Regions from separate parts of the Macaca mulatta genome. Here region 1 is linked to region 2. Evidence: chromatin contacts called from public Hi-C data. All regions are on one chromosome and are shown on one strand. Each heading gives the region's core, a stretch centred on a gene start, on an enhancer-like site or on the middle of the called end of the contact. The rest is flanking DNA. Distances are from core to core; before and after follow the strand shown. Region 1 holds the start of LOC144329917. Region 2 overlaps APH1B (aph-1 homolog B, gamma-secretase subunit).

The links. A called contact is a pair of places that touch in the nucleus more often than the background predicts.
Region 1: a Hi-C map of fetal cortex germinal zone shows a contact between it and region 2, with 4 times the contacts expected there. The contact joins the promoter of LOC144329917 here to the enhancer-like site in region 2. A contact is called at or near these places in 2 of 14 Hi-C or Micro-C datasets (fetal cortex germinal zone and liver).

The regions. Positions count from the first base shown.
Region 1 is chr7:40,937,112-40,940,452 of T2T-MMU8v2.0, reverse strand. LOC144329917 reads left to right here and starts at 1,684. Exons shown (of 5, transcript XR_013395656.1): 1 at 1,684-2,177; 2 at 3,135-3,255. It overlaps LOC706086 (F-box and leucine-rich protein 22), which reads right to left. Exons shown (of 2, transcript XM_001106074.5): 2 at 629-1,739. The coding sequence ends at 1,397. It also overlaps the pseudogene LOC106999197.
Region 2 is chr7:40,619,848-40,622,898 of T2T-MMU8v2.0, reverse strand. It overlaps APH1B (aph-1 homolog B, gamma-secretase subunit), which reads right to left. Exons shown (of 6, transcript XM_001105067.5): 3 at 2,080-2,150; 4 at 1,162-1,284. Among named protein-coding and RNA genes, the nearest start is that of APH1B, 9.9 kb to the right of the region's middle. Within about 2 kb of position 1,433, at least 8 of the 40 cell types and tissues checked have an H3K27ac peak or open chromatin away from gene starts, as enhancers often do. A contact at or near this core is called in fetal cortex germinal zone, where this site is marked.

The DNA of each region.
Region 1 (3,341 bases), core at 435-2,934, 320 kb before region 2:
TAATTTTTTGTAATTTTTTAGTAGAGACGGGGTTTCACCGTGTTAGCCAGGATGGTCTCAATCTCCTGACTTCGTGATCCACCGTCTCGGCCTTCCAAAGTGCTGGGATTACAGGCGTTGAGCAACCGCATCCGGCCCTTTCTACCTTCGTATATACCAGTTACCTGTTGTCTCTTCCCCCACTAGAAGGTAAGCTTCATGAGAACAGAAGTTGTCTTTTTCCTTGCTGTTTCCCTATTTAAGCAATGAATTCAGGAACCTGTGAGTAGGGATCAAGCTCCTCTTTCACACAAAGAAACACCTGGCCTTGGATGGGTGAAGGGCTTTATCGCAGCTGGTGCTGGGTGGAGCCGGAGTGTGAGCAGCGCCCATAGTGCTCCTCGCCTCTTCCACCCACCCAGAATCCTCCCCAGTGACCCAGGACCAGGCGGCTGCGGGGAGGCCGAGAGCCTTCACTAAATGTGACGCATCAGTGACTACAGCCCTGAAATTGAAATTGGAAGCCCAGGCTTGTGTTCACGTCCAGCAAATCCAACAGGTGAAAAATCTAGCTTGTCATCAGCTTATAATAGTCCCATTATCAAAAGCTTAGCCAGGGCTGCTGATTTTGCTTTTAAGTGTTTGAGGCTTTTTTTTTTTCTTCCAAATCATTTATTTTTCTCTTATGATATGAGAACAGTAGAAAATATGGATAACTATGCAGTTTATGTAAGCATTCAACAATTGGGAGCGAATTTTCTACAATCCCGAGAGCGGTCACTCCGGGAGCGCATCCGCCCCAAGAAAGGTGGGCAGGCAGCCGCGCGTGCGGGCAAAACCTCAAAGAGGAGCGGCTCGGTGGCTCTTTCTGCCCCTGCTTCCCCTCCTCCTGCTTTACCGAGATCACTACCGGGGGCCCTGGAGACGGCCGTCCCCAGGGCACTCCGGGAGCCGACCGAGTCTCGCGGGGTCGCTCCGCCCGGAGGCTCTCCAGACCCCTGCGCGCGGCAGCCCTGGCCCCAGTCACCCCTGCGCGCAAGCCCGCGAACTCCGAGTGGTCAGGTCCTCCCCACCGAGGTGATTTCGATTCAACGGCGATCGGAGTCCCCGAGAAAGGTGCAGGCGCCTCCCGCCGCCGTGGGGAGCGCACAGCAGAAAGCTTGGGGCGTAAGCAAGAGGGGAAAGGAGGTGGTGTTGAGTGAGAACCAGCCGAGTGTTTTCCAAACATCCATTTAATCTTGGGTTTATCCTATGTATAAAATCTTAACGTGAGGTAGGCTTTCTTATTCCCACTGTGCAGACAGGGAAAATGAGGCTCAGAAGATGCGGTGGTGGTCTGCAAGGTGGAAGAGCTGGGTTCGCAGCCAGGACGGTCTGAGGCTGCGCTCCTTCCCCGGGGGCCGCAGCGGGGCGGCGTCTAGCGCGGCAGAAGCTTGCCGAGGGCCGCGGCAGGCGCGCGCGGGCGCGGGGGCTGGTCGGGCAGCATGGCGGCGCTGTGCTCTGCCCGCAGGGCTAGGCGCGGGCACGCGGCGCGCAGGTGGCGCAGGCCGGCCGCGCTCACGTTGCGGCAGAAGTCCACGTGCAGTGTCTGCAGCGCGCGCCCGTCCGCCGCCACGGCCGCCAGCGTGCGGTTGGTGACGCGCGCGCAGTTCTCCAGGCGCAGTGCGCGCAGGCGTGGGCAGCAGCGCAGCAGGCGGGCCAGGCAGTCGTCGGTGACGTGGCCGCAGCCCGACAGCGTGACAGACGCCAGGTTGGGGCACCTGTGAGGAGAGTGCGGTGACCCGGGGCTCACTGGCTTGTTAAAGCCACCCAACCGCCCCGGGGACTGGGTGGACTCATTTACCGAGGAGGACTCGGGCCCTGCGAGGTGAAGACACTTGGCTGCGATGACACGGCAGGGTTCCACGTCGACTTTCTGGCCGACCCATTTTCCCTGTTCTTTCTGCCCCTGCACCCCACCGTACCTTCATTTGCGTGGGTTCTTGGCTCGTAGCCTCGGGAGCCCTAGTGGGAAGCCCTGACCCCGGCCCAGCAGAGTTCTGGGGCGGCTGTGGACAGAGGGAATGCCGGTTCTGGGAGCCACAGCCCTTGTCTCTTTGTTTCACTCTGGATGTGCTGCCTCGCAGGGGAGCGGTGCGTGGCGACTGACTGCTCCAGTCTAGCTTCAAGCCTGAGGCCCCTGAATGTCCCGGCGGGACGTGAGTGGGAAGAGGGATTTGTTTCCTTGGAGGTGGCTTAGTGACAGGCCCATCCCAACCCTCGAGGCGGTGGGGGCACGCGTCAGCATTGAGTCCGGGTTCAGCTTAGTTGACTAGAGCTGTTTCTGCATCCCCTGGGCCACCAGCCTGGAAAAGGGCAGGGATTGGAGGCAGCTAGACGCAGGCCCTGAGCAGGTACAATCAGGGACATCCACCCAGGTGGCTTGCCCAGAAAGCTTGGGGGAACTCTCTGCTGCAGCCTCACCAGCCCCTCCCAACAAAAAAAAGATCTTGAGCCAAGTTAGACTTGGCTTATCGCCGTGTCAGTCACTCAGAGAGCCTTCGTTTGCTCTGCATGGGGGAATAATGTCTACCACTGGGGTTGGGAGGAGCCTGCAACGGGGCCTTCCACAGGCAGTCATAACCCGCTTTCCCTGGAAACAAACGGGACCAGCCTGCTCCCAGTCCAGAAGGACCGACTAATGGGCTGGGGCCTTGGCTCCGCGCAGCCAGAGGGAGCTAGAGTCTGGACTGGGGAAGCGTTTCCCTTTCCCCGTCAGCACCCCCTGCAGCTCCGTGACTGCCCCTGGCTGGGCCAGCTCAGCTCCTTTGTGCCTGGGGTGGGAAGTAAGGCACTAAAATACGCTGGGCGCAGCCAGGTGTCACACCGAGCCCAGGCCTCCTTCAGGTTCATGCGCCTTCGTTAGTCACCCCGTCAACCTCTGCACCCCTAGTTTTGTAAGTGGAGAAACTGGCCCAGGGAGCTCAAGGGACTGGCCGGTGACTGACTTGCTGTCAAACCCAGGACAGATGTCTGAACCTTGCTGAGCGCCACTTTCTCATTTGTCAAGTGGGAGGAATTGTTACCTTCAAGGTGGTTATAAGGATTAGCTGTTTAAGCCTCAAAGGTGTTGGGTGATCTTTTCCTCTAAGAATCTTGGAATAATTCTGATACAGGGAAAAAACAAAGAGCGGACTGTCTCCCCGCCCAGCCATCCTCAGCCGTTCCTCCCGACCTGAGCCGAGCGCCAGAAGAACCAGATTCGGTAGACGTTCTTCCGTACCTACTGTGTGCCAGGTGCCACTGTGTCATTCTCTTATCGGATAAGAAAAATTTAGCACATTTTACAGAAGGAGAAATGAGGTTGCAAGAGTTTAAATATT
Region 2 (3,051 bases), core at 184-2,683:
GGCTTGAGCCACCGCGCCCGGCCAACACACTTTCTTGTCCTCTAACTTGCAGCCAGATTTAAAGGGCCTTGACTTTATCCTGTAGGTCCTGAAAAGGCAAACCATTTTTGTAACAGGGAGGATTAGTTTGGTAGTTGCATACAGGATTCACATGGAAAGTGTGTTAAGGAAAGACTAACCAGTTGAGGGCAGATGGTGGTAAGCCAGAGAGGAGATGTCAAGGCCTGAACTGAAATGGAAACAAAAGGTCTACTGAGAACGGTGAATGGGCATCCACTGGGCTTGGGGATCACTATGACATTCAGCATGCCTCTAAACTATTGGAGAAATTTTTAAAAAATCGGTCATACCTCTTTATATCTTTTCTATTATTACCTTAAACTGTTACTGGAATGCTTACTCACATTTTTTTTTCTCTTATTCCCGTATTACAGGGTAAACTCCCTGAGGAGTTTTAGCATAGATGCTATTAAAAGAATGTACAAATCATGATGTGAATCAGTTATTTCAATGGCGTAACTGTTGTGGAAATGACTAAAAATACAGTGGGTGTTTTCCCCCTATTTTTAAAAGAGTCTTCTTGTGGAACTTAGAAGAAATCTACATTAATTATGTACACTGCCAACTCTCAAATTTGTGATCACTGCATCATGATGACAATTTTTAGCTCGTGGATGAAAAAGCAATTTGAAATGAGTCGGTCCTTTTCGCTGCATCGTTTGGATGAAATGATCATCTATTATCCCATTTTTCCTCTCAATTTCAAGATTACATTATACTGCCTATTCCCACAAAAGGCACCACAATGACAATTACAGATTAGGGCTTCTACTGAAGATAACATAAAATCATAAAAACCAAAAAGAGCACATGGCCTTTAAAAATCCACTTCTAACATTTCAACTATACAGCAACATTGTTAGTACAGCAAAATAAAAATAAATTTAACGCAAGCTAAATTCCACTCTAAAATTCTAAAACACTCTAACCAAAATTTTTATTTTCCAAATTAAGTCTTTTACTTCACAGTGCCTCAGGGTATTTCGCCTTTAAAAGACATAACATAAATTCCTATTCACTGGAATTCCTAAGCCAGTGAACTCCAATAAGAATGATCATTTAGACTAGAAGCCTGAATGTTGACAGCTATGAGAGACATACCTGAATAAAGGAAGAACTGAGGAGAATCTCCATGAATGCCGACTGTGCCTGGCCCCAAGGAGTCAGATAGGGTATTCACAAAGGAAAATACTCCACTCATGATTCCAAAGCCCAAGCCAGAAACTAAACAGGAAGAAAAACACTGTTAACTCTTTTCCTGCCAAGATTTCAAGTCAAATTTCCAAGGACTAGTTAATATAAAGTGTGTTGGAGGGGAAAGGGTGCTTATGTTCTGCCTGAAGCAGCAGACAGCTGGCTCTGGAAAGGCATGTGCTTGGCTAAATGACAAATCGGAGAGGGAAGGGGGAAGAGGAAAGGCAATGAATGGCTGAATGCAGCAGAGTCATGAAAAAGGGGAGAAAAGGGTCTAGAAAGGCACAGAAGAAATAGTTGAGACAGAGGATACAACACCAAAACTCTGGCTTTACTTAATGATAACAGAGCCTTCAGAGTCAAGTTTGATGGCTTAGAACCGAAATTGAGTGTAAAGGGGAACGATGTATTCCTGAGCCCAACTGGGGAACCTGGATCCAATCTTAAACATAATTCTCCAAGTATAATATGCAGAGATATTAACTGCTTTAATATGAAGACTACTCCTAGAACAGCCAAAGTAAGATTCGGAGAAAGTAACAGTTTCATCACTTAGAAAATCTTAGTTAGGGTACATACACATTAAAAATCTAACTTTCAAACCTGGTTAATATATAATGGACATACAGGTAAGGGTCACTTGTAATCACTTTCATTTACAAAAGGAACCTGGAAGGCGGGGATAATAAGCAATTCTGTATACCAATAGGCCAAGGCAGTAATACCAATAATCTTTTGAAATCTACAAAGATACAAAAGATACAAATGACTTTTATGCCAAGTCTGATTTGTTTTCCTTAATGAAACCATGTGTTTCTAACTTACCATAGGCCAGCAGTCGCATAGAGGGCGCTGTCTCACCTGGGTTTATACTCTTCAAACCCTCACTGGCTTTTCTAAAATAAAACCACATATGTAATTAAGAAGAAAAAAAAAGGGGGCAATATATCAGAAAAGTCCAATAAGATACTTCAAACCCAGATACCCACTGAGGCTTTGCATCAGGTTATACTCTAAATCTATAATTTATTTAAACAAAACCCAGCAAATTTTCAATGAACTAAAATCAACCAAAATAAACAACTAATTTTTACCTTTTGACATTCGCATAAAAGAATAAGAAAAATATAAGTAAACAAGCCATCAGGAATTGAATTTAAAAAGATAAAAACCACAACACTTTCAACTGCTTTCTGAACTCGGCAAATATTTAATTCAATATCCTGTGGGATCTACCACTCTGACTTTTTTTTCCCTTCCCAAAGTACTCTATCATTATTCCTGCTTTCTTGGCACTTTGTTCTATCTTCTACCAGGACTATACTTGCTCCGCCACCCTCCCTTGTACCTTCCACTCTGTAGAACCTAAACTACACTCATCCTTCAGAGTCCACTTCAGGCAGCAATTTGTTAAAGAAGCTGCCTCTACCAATGGTTGGTAATCACTAATCTCTCCTTATTCTTAAATCCTAGAATACCGATGGTCTGAACTCTCACATGAGTATTTAATCGTATGATCTTCTGATTCTAAAACATTTTACATATTTGTTTTATATCACAAATATGTAAATAAGGCTTCAAGGGAGAAAGTGATCTTATACTTTCTTTGTATCTTGCAGAATACAATGCTACCCTCAGAATAGGAGATAAATGAACCCTTGAATGAAAGAACAGAATACTGCTCAAGAGAAAATAATCTTCAGCCGAGCATGGTGGCTCAGCACTTTGGGAGGCCAAGGTAGGAGGATCACTTGCATCCAGGAGTTCGAGACCAGCCTGGGCTACACAGCGAGACCC